3 separate regions of the Mus musculus genome follow, and regions 1 and 3 are each linked to region 2. The links are chromatin contacts, called in public Hi-C and HiChIP or PLAC-seq maps. All regions are on one chromosome and are shown on one strand. Each heading gives the region's core, a stretch centred on a gene start, on an enhancer-like site or on the middle of the called end of the contact. The rest is flanking DNA. Distances are from core to core; before and after follow the strand shown.

The links. Hi-C and Micro-C count contacts between places; a contact is called where the count stands out from the background. HiChIP or PLAC-seq counts read pairs in DNA pulled down with a chosen protein or histone mark.
Region 1: a contact with region 2 is called in a Hi-C map of LSK cells, with 6 times the contacts expected there. The contact joins the enhancer-like site here to the promoter of Mtfr2 in region 2. A contact is called at or near these places in 4 of 39 promoter capture datasets (the C10 cell line, cranial neural crest and liver), 12 of 484 Hi-C or Micro-C datasets (CD8 T cells, LSK cells, Th1 cells and 8 more), 7 of 115 datasets of contacts at active chromatin or transcription factors (bone marrow-derived macrophages, craniofacial prominence, effector CD8 T cells and 4 more) and 2 of 9 other capture datasets (adipose tissue and macrophages).
Region 3: an H3K4me3 HiChIP or PLAC-seq map of bone marrow-derived macrophages shows a contact between it and region 2, with 9 times the contacts expected there. The contact joins the enhancer-like site here to the promoter of Mtfr2 in region 2. A contact is called at or near these places in 2 of 39 promoter capture datasets (cranial neural crest and second pharyngeal arch cranial neural crest), 1 of 484 Hi-C or Micro-C datasets (bone marrow-derived macrophages), 8 of 115 datasets of contacts at active chromatin or transcription factors (the 230-238 cell line, acute myeloid leukemia, bone marrow-derived macrophages and 3 more) and 4 of 9 other capture datasets (adipose tissue, liver, macrophages and 1 more).

What each region holds. Positions count from the first base shown.
Region 1 is chr10:21,142,631-21,146,801 of GRCm38.p6, forward strand. Myb (myeloblastosis oncogene) reads right to left here. Exons shown (of 16, transcript NM_001198914.1): 9 at 3,556-3,810; 10 at 2,339-2,695; 11 at 332-462. Among named protein-coding and RNA genes, the nearest start is that of Myb, 16 kb to the right of the region's middle. Within about 2 kb of position 2,436, at least 149 of the 459 cell types and tissues checked have an H3K27ac peak or open chromatin away from gene starts, as enhancers often do. A contact at or near this core is called in adipose tissue, craniofacial prominence, epiblasts and 2 more, where this site is marked.
Region 2 is chr10:20,345,176-20,349,161 of GRCm38.p6, forward strand. It overlaps Mtfr2 (mitochondrial fission regulator 2), which reads left to right and starts at 2,644. Exons shown (of 7, transcript NM_027930.3): 1 at 2,644-2,748; 2 at 3,160-3,260. The coding sequence starts at 2,736.
Region 3 is chr10:20,880,984-20,884,879 of GRCm38.p6, forward strand. No RefSeq gene overlaps it. Among named protein-coding and RNA genes, the nearest start is that of Gm33510, 44 kb to the left of the region's middle. Within about 2 kb of position 1,823, at least 90 of the 459 cell types and tissues checked have an H3K27ac peak or open chromatin away from gene starts, as enhancers often do. A contact at or near this core is called in the 230-238 cell line, acute myeloid leukemia, bone marrow-derived macrophages and 2 more, where this site is marked.

The DNA of each region.
Region 1 (4,171 bases), core at 1,186-3,685, 800 kb after region 2:
ATTCTCAATTTTATTCTGAATGCTTCAGTCTCTTTTGTTTGTTTTTAGTAAGGATATTGAAAAACAGTGGAAAGAAAAACCTGGCCGGTGGGGGGTGGGGAATGGTACAGAAACTCCCTGTGCATGCACATAAGACATCAGAATGTACTACAGAAGGTAATTATTCTCTACTTTCTTCCCTGGTTGGTTGTAACTTACTTGGGATGTATCCATTATGAGAATGCATAGGATACATACAGTGAATGCATTATATACATACAAGGGGGGGTCAGACATTTTAATTAATATAAATAAATAAAATAAACATTTTTCTTATTGAACTAAGACTTACATGGAATTTTCCTTCTGGGTTTTCACAGTCTGGTCTCGACATGGTGTCAGTTTGTGACCAATGAGAGGAGTGGAGGGTAAGGTAGGTGCATCTAAGCCCGAGCTTTCATGGTTGCTGGAAGTGTTCAAGAACTAAACATGGAAGAAAGAAAGGAAGGGAGAGAAGAAAGGAAGGGAGGGAAGGAGGGAGGGAGGGGGGAGAGAGGGAGGAAGGAAGGGAGAGAGAGAGAGAGAGAGAGAGAGAGAGAGAGAAAGAAAGAAAAACTGATTAAATAATGAGTCTGTGATCATGCAGTTTGAAGCCAAACCCAGATGGCAGGCAAGTGTCCTCTACTGACTCACAACCCCAACTACGACAACGTTAACAATCTTTCAGTGTTGGCAAGGATATTGATTTATTCCACCTGATTAGGCAAGGTTCAGAGATTTATAAGAAAGAACATCTAAAGGGTCAAAGCTTCAAACCTTGCAAAATTCAAAGAAAATCTTCTCTGTAAATGACATTTGTCACTTAAGAGAATGATATGTGCTCTTGATCAACATTAAAAAGGTTATCTTCTTTTTCTTTCATATTTGGTTTTCTCAGTTTAATGGTCTAATAACTCAGACTGTTGTTGTGTAAGGTTTGCGTGATGTGGGAAATTATCCAGTAAGAAGGTTTGTCTCTCAGCATCCTGACGCTCCCAGGGTAACACAGGTTTGGGAAAGGCAATGGATCTTATCTCTTGGGTAGACTGATGAGCACACTCAACGCTCTCAGGGAAGCCAGGAGCAGTGGCTGCTGCCTGCAGTCAGTCACTCAGAAGCCAGGGCGCCTCTTGAACTCAGGAGCATAAGGCAAGCTGAGCAGAATAAAAGACTGTCTGCATTCTGAAAAATTAAAGAATAAAAAATCCAAACAAACGCCAAGCCTGAAGGACCCTCTGGTAAAGAAGCCGTTTAAAGCCCGAGTTAGCATTTCCCAAACGTTTATGTCTACCTAGATCATTTTCCCTGAGACATCTATCTTGCAGAAATGATTTCACAAAACACGGTTTAGGAAAATATGGGGGTGGGTGGGGGGTGGAGACCAATTGTTTTGGGGAATGGGGGGATCATTTGTCTATACTTAAAGTTCTTTTAAAAACAAGTCCAGAAATATGTATAGCTCAGTGGTAGGGCACTTCCCTAGCACACATGAGGCTCCAGGTTAGATTCTAAGAACCACAATACTACTACTACTACTACTACTACTACTACTACTACTATTACTACTACTACTAAAATGAAGTAAAGTAAAACAAAGTACCAAATCTTCAACGGATATAATTGGGAAAAAAATTTAAGGAGCCAAATTGTCTCTTAATTATAATTTGGAAAGCACGTGGCTCTGCTAAGCATTATAGTGTTATATACCTTAAGAACACTATATGAAGTAAGGGTATTCTTTGGAAAACGGTACCTTAGCAAAATCCCATAGCAGAATTTAAAAGACCCAGTGTTGAAAATGTTAAATTATTTTGCAGAAGCATCTCTTTTTCATCATCTCAGTAAACATCCTCACTTAGAAAAGGGGCATAGTGGTTCATTTTCTAGTTGTAATCCAAATGTTATGTAATCATAATTTGGTTCCCTCCTCCCCAGGGTCAGTAAATCACTTAGTAGTCAATGAACAAAGAGGCAGACATCGTGTTAAAATGTGAAGAGGCAAGGATGACAAGGGAGAAGAGGGGAGGGACGGAAAAAGGGAAATGTAGTGAAAAGGGAAATGGAAACACATCCCATGCAACTTTCTGTCCATTTTCCAAAACACCAAGACTTCGAGAGAAAGAGATGCGACAAAATCACCAGTGTGTCAGCCCAAATGCCAGGAAGCTAGCCACCTCTACCCCAGTGAGATTGAACGCGGAATTAAATCTGCCAGGACGGCAGTCATTAGTCATTTGTTCAAATTTAGATTAGTTTCTAATTATTAAGGCTCGGGTGTATGCTGAAAATTAGTAACAGCTGTGCAGAAATTGTGCTCTACCTGCGAGGGAGAGAAGGGTAGGCTTTTGACAGGGGAACGCTTGAGAGTTGAGCTGATGACGTCAGCAAAGAGGGAGGGGCTAGGCTCTCCAGCGGCTAGGGGGCTGGCCTGGCCCCGCCTTTTTCGTAGGACGACCAGCGGAACCTTGCTGTGCCTCGCTTGGGGTGAGTCTGGGCCGAGGGATGCCTCGCTCAGCACTCGCCTGGTCACCCTCAGGCTAGGCTCTCCTGCAGATCTAGTCCCATGGCCCTCTCTTTGCTGAAGCTGGAAGGCTTTGCCTGTGGGCTGCTGGCTAGGTGAAAAAGCTGCCGCTTCTTCAGAGAATTCAAAACTGCTGAGATCACACCACGAAGAATCCTGAAACAACGTGGGAGGCACAGAGCTTCTGAGATGGTATGCAAGTGACAGCGCCACCATCACCCAAACACAGCACTGAAAGAGCAATGGACGAAAACGCTGGGCCTGCCTGCCTGCCTGCCTGCTTTCTAGCTCAGGGATTACAGCGGTGCATGGGTTGTCTTGCACATCTGCTGTGGAGAGCTCAGGCACTCTCTTTTGCATGCAATTTAAAGCAAACAGAAAACATTTCTAGATGATACATTATGGCAATAGCTGGCCCTGTCCCGTGTGAAGGGAATAAGTGCTTTTTAACCAATTAGGAGACCAAGAAAATGAACTGAGTGACTGCTGAACTCAAATTTGTTTCACTCAAGATGGTTCAAGATGGTTTATTTTGGTGTTACTATGATTGTCAATCAATTTACAGTATGCTGTAGAGAGATCTATATGCCCCACCCTTGAACTGAAAGCTTAAGGTTACGAGGAAACGTAAGTCCAAATGTGCTGTCCCAAAACAGACAAAACAAAACAAAAAGCAAGCAAAACCAAAACAACAAAGAAATTTTCTAGAGAATCACAAAGAAGTAAGCAAAATATATAAGAAATTTGTTAAAATAGTTCAGACACAGCTCTCATTCTGAGCCCTTTGTGGTAAGTCAGAACTTCATTAATTCACACCTGGAAGGCAAACAATTTTGGGTGGGTAGCCTACAAAATCAAGACCACTGAGAGAAGTGGAATCGTAAAAGCTAAGTCTTTCACTTTACATGAATGTAGGACCAAACCGTATTTGCTATAGAAAATGGCAATGATTTATGCTATACCAATTCTCAATTCCTCTTCCAGAAACATCAACGTGCCTTAGCAATTCTACTTACAGAATCTATAAACTGGAGTGTTTCTGCAAATTCTAAGAGGTTCTTAACATTGTCCAGAATGGTGCCCTGGTGGACGATCATGCACCTTGCTGGTGAGGCACTTTCTTCAGGTAGGGAGCCGGGATCTGCAGGCAGAGATGGGGTGGCATGGTGTTCTCCCAAACAGGAAACAGGTGCACTATCCCCATGAGGTCTGGTCTGGTCCACAATGGAGGTGCTGTGCCACCCGGGGTAGCTGCAAGTGTGGTTCTGTGTCTGGGGAAGGGGGTGTGTAGAAATAAGGATGGAGAGAAGAAAGGAAGAAGAAACTTAGCAACTATGTTGCACAAGGTATCAGATGCTGTTGGAGGCAAGATAAAAAGTGGTTGCTTCATCCAAAACTCAAGCCTGCCAGACAGTTGTCAAGATGTTTCCTTTTTGACAGCTTTGCAATAGCTCTCCAATTTATACCTAGAGGATTGCTTCAGTTGCTAAGATTTTAGTCAAATGTTAAACCTTGGGACTGCTACAAAATACAAGTCTTAGATGTCTTAGAATTCCATTGGAGTTTAATTTAAAAACAGTTCCCCATTGCTATGACTTAAGAATGGTCCTATTTGCATGTTAAGCCCTTGAA
Region 2 (3,986 bases), core at 1,394-3,893:
ACAGCTGCTAACAGTTGAGTAAAAATAGACAATATAGTGAGGTGTGTACATACACTATGGAACAGATTCATGTAACCCAAACCGGCCCCCAGGTGACCCAAAGAAAAACCTTCATCTCTTATCTCCTGCCTTTCAGATGCTGGGATTATAGGCCTGTGTTTTAAGAAGAGTGAGGGCTGGAGAGAACTCAGCACTAAATAACAGTTGCTCTTGCAGAGGCCCTTAATTCTGATTCCCAGCACTCACATGGTAGCTTCATAACAATAAACTAAATTCTAAGGTATCCAATAGTCATACACATGGTACATATTCATACATAGACAAAACATTGGTACAATGTCAAGTCTAGAGAAATTTAAAGTAACATGGCTTACTTTATGTGCATTGGTGTGTGTGTGAGAGAGAAAGATCGATCTATTGGAACTGGAAATACAGATAACGAACTGCCAAGTGTTGCTGGCAATTAAATCCAAGTCCTCTGGAAGAGCAGTCGTGTTCTTGGCCACTAAGCCATTTTCCCAGCCACCAGAGATGGTTTATGCCCTTCATGGCCATGTGTACGATGTCTCTGCAGAGGTGAGAAGAGTGGATTAGATCCTTGTAGATAGAGTTGGCTGTGAGCCACTGTATATGAGCTGGAAATTCAATCCAGGTCATCTGGAAGAACAGCCAGTGTGATTTTCTTACTGCTGAGCCACCTTTCTAACCCAGATAGCTTTGACTTATTAGAGGACTTGGCAGACCACAGAGCCCTTACTCCCAAGGATCCACTAGCCAGCTCAAATGGCTCAGACACATATAACCTACCTGTATTCTCTGGCACAGCTCCCAATTCTGGTTGCTCAATGGCTGCTTTCTTTGGAACACTCTGCATGGCAGGATAGAGGTGATCAGAAGGAAGAAGTAGAAAAAAAATAGATGGAAGGTGCAATTCAGGAACAGATGGAGAAGGGATAAATACTAAATATTTGAAAAAGCTGTAAGGAATAATTTTATATTTACTAAGTTTGCATATGATATAGTAAGTATGTGCATGCATACCTATATAGTTTAAATGAAATTATGCCACTTGGAGCGATAATGCTCTGCATTAGAGCCATAGTGGGGGAAAAAAAAATCCAGTACTGGATATGAGAAACTTAAGTTGTTGGTCATTTGAATCTAAGAGACTCCAAAAACAGTTTATGCTATTGCTGGCACCCGCGGTGGCTTCTCAGAAGACATCACACACACACTTAGGACAGACTTGGAGGAACTGTGTTGATCTGATCCTTAAATGAGGGAAAGGCAGCATTTCAAAGCCAACTTTCTTTAATTTCCGATCATGTCCCAAAACATTAATAACAAACCAAAACAACCAAAAACCAAAAAACACATTTCTCCAGAGAGTTTATACAGTCTTGGTTGTTTCTTTTCAGAAATGCTGTATTATTTTTTATTTTTTATTTTTGGTTTTTTTGAGACAGGGTTTCTCTGTGTGGCCCTGGCTGTCCTGGAACTCACTCTGTTAACCAGGCTGGCCTCGAACCCAGAAATCCACCTGCCTCTGCCTCCCAAGTACTGGGATTAAAGGCGTGCACCACCATGCCCAGCCTTATTATTTTTTAAGAATATACATATATTCATATATATATGTTATATATATACATATATTTATATATATGTAATTTGTTTTTGTTTTTTGTTTTGTTTGGTTTTTTGAGACAGGGTTTCTCTGTATAGCCCTGGCTGTCCTGGAACTCACTTTGTAGACTAGGCTGGCCTCGAACTCAGAAATCCGCCTGTCTCTGCCTCCGAGTGCTGGGATTAAAGGCATGCGCCAACCACTCCCAGCAATTGTTAAGATTATTAAAACATTCCTAAGAAAGGAAAAGAAAATGTAAGAATTTCAAAACTTAATGCTCATGTCCTCATGACATGCCAAATCTTTAGTTATTTAACTGAGGTTTTGTAATTAAATACATTACTACAATTAAATATCAATTTGTGAATTGGGTTGTGGTGAGTATAGCTATGACCAGTGTATATAACTCTGCTTTCCATAATCTCTTACTGTCAATACAAAACAAGGGTTTTTTGGTTTTGTTTTGGTTTTGATTAATTAAAGCTTTTTTGCTTTTCATTAGCTTTCAAAAGTTTGAAAGGTAAAGGTGTAAAAAAGCCTTAGGGTCAGCGAGATGGCTCAAGCAGCCTGCTACCAAACCTGAGGTCTCAAGTTCTATCCGTGGATCCTACACAAATTGTCCTTTGGCTTTGAAACAGGTACTTTGGCATGTGCATGTGTAGCGTGCACACACTAAGACATGTAAACAACTAGACTGGACAGTGTGGCTCAACATGAGTAATCCCAGCATTTAGCATAACGGCTAGATATTTTCGCAGAATGACTAAACAATTACAAGTGGGCGGATTCTTTGTTGAATGTTGGGAAGGCTTGACACCTTACTGGCAAAGGACTGAGTGAAGCACAAGTTGCAAAGGCAGAAGACACAATTCCGAATGCTGGGGGCACGGTGCGCATGCGCCTTTCGAATGCGCCTATTGGCTCTTACCCTTCCAATCACCGGCGGCGTCCTCCGGCGGCGTCCAATAGGGATAGACTCCGAACTCCGGCCCGCGAAGCTTGATATTCCAGGCTGGGGTCGAGTCGGAAGCGGCGAGCGATTCCGGGAAGAAGCTACTCTGCGGCTGTAGGTCGCGTCCGGAGAGTTTCCCCGGCCGCCTGGCGCCGTGCAATGCCGCGGGATGGTGAGTGGCACGGGCTCCGTTAGGCCTCGGCTTCCGGTCGGTGGCCGGTGACGGACGGACGGACGGAAGCGCGGGCGGGTGGCGTTCCTCGCGGGGTGAAGAGAGCGGCTGGGCGGTTCTCTCCAGGGGCAGCAGAGCTCCAGGGATGGTGATCTTGGCTGTCGCACATTTGCTTGTCAATCCCTTTACACACACACACACACACACACACACACACACACACACACACACGGTAAGATAGCAATGGAATTTAGTAAAGTGCTCTTTCTTTCCTTTTAAGTCTCTCTTCAAAATAATAGCTCTCCAGGAGCAATCACTTGATGGTGTCATGAAAGGTCTCTGTGGTTTCCTTAGTGCGGTCTATGTAGCAGTTACCTGTCAAGAGTAATAATTGATAACTTCTCTTCTAAGGTACCAACGAACAGCGTTTTCTTGAACTTCCTTCACCAATGTCTTTCATTCTAAATATATTAAGAAACGTGCTGGAATATTTTGGTGTTCCCGTAGACCAGGTAAAAGTCTTTTATTAATTTTGCTAACTTTATTTTTGGGTCTCGTTATTGTCGTTGCTTTGAGACAGGATATGGTGCAGCTTAGGCTAAAAGTCTGGATTTTGCTGCTATTCTTGGGTCGTTTTTGTTCTTTGAGCCAGGCAGGGCACTATGCAGTTCAGGCGTTCCTTGAGCTCCTGATCCCCCCCCCCTACCAATGGGAGGAAGTTAGGACAGAAACTCAAAACAAAGCAGGAACCTGGAGGCAGGAGCTGATGGAGGAATGCTGATAACTGACTTGTTCCACCAGCTTTCTTATAAAAATTAGGGCCACCTGCTCAGGGGTGTTACCACCCACCACCACCTACCAATGGCTGATTACAGATGGACAGTGTGCCATTTTGAACATGTTCTCTGCCCTGATTAGTTTTTATTGTCAACTCGGTATTAGAGTCTTATGGGGAGAGGAACCTCAAGAAATAGCTTAGATTACGTTGGCTTGTGGCCCTGTCTCTAAGTGAGTGTCCTTACTGTTCATAGTTGTGGTAGGGCCCAGCCCTGTGGAGGATACCATTCTTGGGATAATGAGTTCTGAGCTGTATAAGAAAGCTAGTTGAGCCTGAGCCAGGGTTTCTGCTTCTATTCCTGCCTGACTTCCCTCAATGATGATGAATCGTGACTGGCTAGTTTCATTTCAACTTGACACAAACTGTAATGATCTGAGAAGAGGGAACCCTGATTGAGAAA
Region 3 (3,896 bases), core at 573-3,072, 530 kb after region 2:
AAAAACAGAGATGTGAGGGGGGCATAAAGAGGGAATTGTGGGAAGGTCAGGAGGCCAGGGGCAGGAAAATTTGCAAGGACCTCTACGGCATGTTGCAGGCTGTTGTACTTTACTCAGAACTAAACAAAATTGTCTGCATTTGGTAATTACAAGAGTGTATTCTGGTTAATTAAAAACAGTTTATCATATTAGTAGTTAATAATATCTGACAATGGGACACAAATTTCCTTTTATTATTATTATGAATTCAAAATTAACATTAATGCTTGGGGAAAGCCTTAGAAAGCAACAACTCTGAGTCCCTGGGACCTTTCACCCAATGATGGTTTTAACATTGCTTTGAGCAGTTTCATCTCATAAATAAATTTATTACTAGAAATTGAACTCATTATCAACTTTCCACTCTCACTCCCTAGACACACACACACACACACACACACACACACACACACACACACACACACGAGACCGGAGCTCTATTTTGTAGCCCAGGCTGTCCTGGAACTCATTACATAGTTCAGGCTGGCTAACTAAAAAGGTTTTTGTTTTTTTTTTTCTTATTTTCATATAGGCTTTAGGAAGGTATTGCTATAAACAAAAACACCACACACACACACACACACACACACACACACACACCAAGAACAGTAATCTGTCAATAGAATTAAGTAAGTTAGGAACCTCAAAACTTGAGTTAAGGAATTTTGTGTTAGCCATTAGTATTATTTAACCTCAGCCTTCTAATGATAAAAGGGATGATGTAAATATACTCTATTATTTAAAAAACCCTGTGGCATATGCATCCTAAGAAATAATACAGATAAGCTGTTTACCTGTCATTGGTTCACAATTCCATGACCTACATCAACAGACCTTACTCACAATAACAAATAAAAATGGTTTTTGTTGTTATTTTTAAAAGTCTTACTAGGTAGCCCTGGCTGGCCTGGAACCCTCTGGGTAGCCCAAGCTAGACTCAAATTCATAGAGACTTACTTATCTCTGCTTTCTGAGTGCTAGAATTAAAGATGTATACCACCAAGTCTGACCTGTTGGTGCCAAAGCTATCATTTCATAATTACATCTGTTTTCTGTAAACCAGTAAACATATAGATTGTGTGTGTGTGTGTGTGTGTGTGTGTGTGTGTGTGTGTGTGCATGGCTCACTAGATGTGTACATATGTGTGTAGGGTGCACATGTGCAGACAGCAGAGGACAACCTCTCAAGTCCTTTCTTGGGCATCTTCCAGCTTTTGGGTTTCAGACAGGGATCTCCCTGGCCTAGGGCTTCTTCACGTAGCCTAGGCAAGCTGGCCAATATGCTACAGGAGTCCCCTGCCTGTCTCCTTCTCTCCATCCTGGAACTGCAAGCATGTGACAATATTTCTAGTCTCTTCACATAGCTTCTGGGAATCAAACTGAGCAGTTTCTGCTTATGAGGAAGGAGGTTTATTGATGAAACATCCCACTGACCCTGAACTTCATTATAAAATTGAGAACCAAGGCAATCACACAGGGCTGGCTGACCAGCAAAGGGAGAAGAACCTAATTTGAACTAACCTGTTAATGGTTTCATTATTTTCCCTTAGTGGAGCATGGACGCCATTCATAACCAGCTTAAGGGAGCATTCACTTTGTCATAATAGCAACTAGAGAAAGTATCCTATACACAATATCACAAACTAAAGATCAAAAACCACGCAGACAGATCCTGGCCACTACTGCGAACCTGAAAATGTCGTTTCATCCTCACAGGGTTCCAGACAATACACAGTTCTAAAGCAAAGAGCCCACAAAAACCACAGTAGGGAAATAAAGACAGATAGCAGTTGCATCATGGTGCCGGAAGCCAGCGTTCAAGAAACTGAAGCACAACACAGTGCTTAGATCCTACCCGTCAGCCCAGTTTCTCTGGGCTACTTCCCGGTCGGTTAACCTGGAAGATTCTTATGTTCAATTCCTTTCCCATTTGGACTCCATCCTGCTTCTCTAAATTAAAGATGGAGAAGAGACATTAATTTCAGTCGTGTTATCAACTTCCTAATCCAAATTTAAAATTCACAGTCATTCAAAGTAAATACACACAGCATGTCGCAAAAGGACTTTGTTCAAAGACACCTCAAGAAAGTATGTTAGCTATGACTGGCACACGGACACCCCCTAACCAGGAGGAGCTGGAGATAAACACAGGCGTGGAGTTTATACCAGCCAAACAGGAAAGCCTCAGAGATTTTTTTTATACTGTGTCTTCCATGGAAGGTGGAACTTCCTTTCTTGTTTAAGTTCAGACTTCATCAGAAAAGCAAAGCTAGAAGCTCTTAGAGCCAATGTCTTAGAGCCAATATGATGGTTTGATGGAAAGGGTGAATCAGTCTGCCTGAAAATGTCCTTTATGGTCTTACATAATTATGAACTCTTATTAATAAGATGGCTTTAGCTCCCTCCATAAATCTCAGCATATAGTATCATAACCAACATTAAAAAGTTGTAGCTCTGTAGGCACTTACAGAACATAATAAAACATACCTTCGATAGGTACGTTCAAGTGCATTTGTAGCATTAAGGAATATTTCTCATTGAAAAGAGCAGAGAAGAGAATCGGAAAGAACTTTATTTCACAAATATTTCTGTGAATATTAATTGAGATAAATCCCTAGGACCATCACAAAATCATGTTTTATATAGGAAGGGCGCGATTATGACTAAGAACTTTGACATAAGGTTACCAAGGAAGATCCAGCACAAGAAGACCTTGTCCAGGAACCCAACCCTCAGATGAAGTAGTTTTAGGGAGTGGTGCTGTTAGGAGGTGTGTCCTTATTAGAGGAGGCGTGGCCTTGTTGGAGTGGGTGTGGCTTTGTTGGAGGAAGTGTTGGAAAGGAAGTAGTTTTATCTAACCGTATGTCACAATTCTCATTCTCTCAGTGGCCTGATATTTTTCTGATGAAGTTTACATTAAAGTGAAGCCCATCTTACATGTATGACGTGTCTCTTAGTTTTGATTTACTGCTGTGAACAGACACCATGACCAAGGCAGTTCTTATAGAGGACAACATTTAATTGGAGCTGGTTTACAGGTTCAGAGGTTCAGTTCATTATCATCAAGGTGGGAGCATGGCAGTGTCCAGACAGGCATGGTGCAGGCAAAACTGAGAGTTCTACACCTTCATCTGAAGGCCGCTAGGACACTGCCTCCCACATGGTTAGGAGGGTCTCATTGCCCAGTCCCACAGTGACACACTTCCTCCAACAAGGCCACACCTCCTATTAGCCCTGCTCCCTAAGCAAAGCATGTTTAAAACCACTACAAGGTGGAATGAAAAATGAACCTCTATCATTTCCAGTTCAGCTGGTCGATTTCATCTTTCCACATGTAAGTCTGCATAAGAGAAATGTAGATGGAAAAAAAAGGTGAAGTTTGAGGTGATCGGGGCGTTGAATTTCACTGGAAAGTAATAAGTGGTAATAAATGAGAGTTAGGACTGTGACCCAGAGAAGAAAGCACTGAGTAAGTCAGGTGGCTAATGAACACGTGAGAGAAGAGAAGGCTGCAGCTGTTTCTCATAGGACTCTTAGGAACAACTCGTAAGAAAATGACTTTATCCATCTTCATAAAAACAAACAAAAGAGCTAAAGTGAAAATTTGACTTCGGCACAGAATTATACTAACCTGCGCCATAGCTAAACAAACTCTAGGACCCGAGGACCCTCAAGATATACATTCCAGACTAGTTAGAGACTGCCTGGCAAGGATCTAGAACTTCGTCTTACCCAAGAAAAGGTCTATTTCCTAGATCGAAATCTCAGTCTTAAGGGAGACATTTATTCAATTAAATATTTAAAAGTGTTGCCGGTGGGGCCAAGTGCCAGAGTTCAGTATCAGCTCAGACACTTTC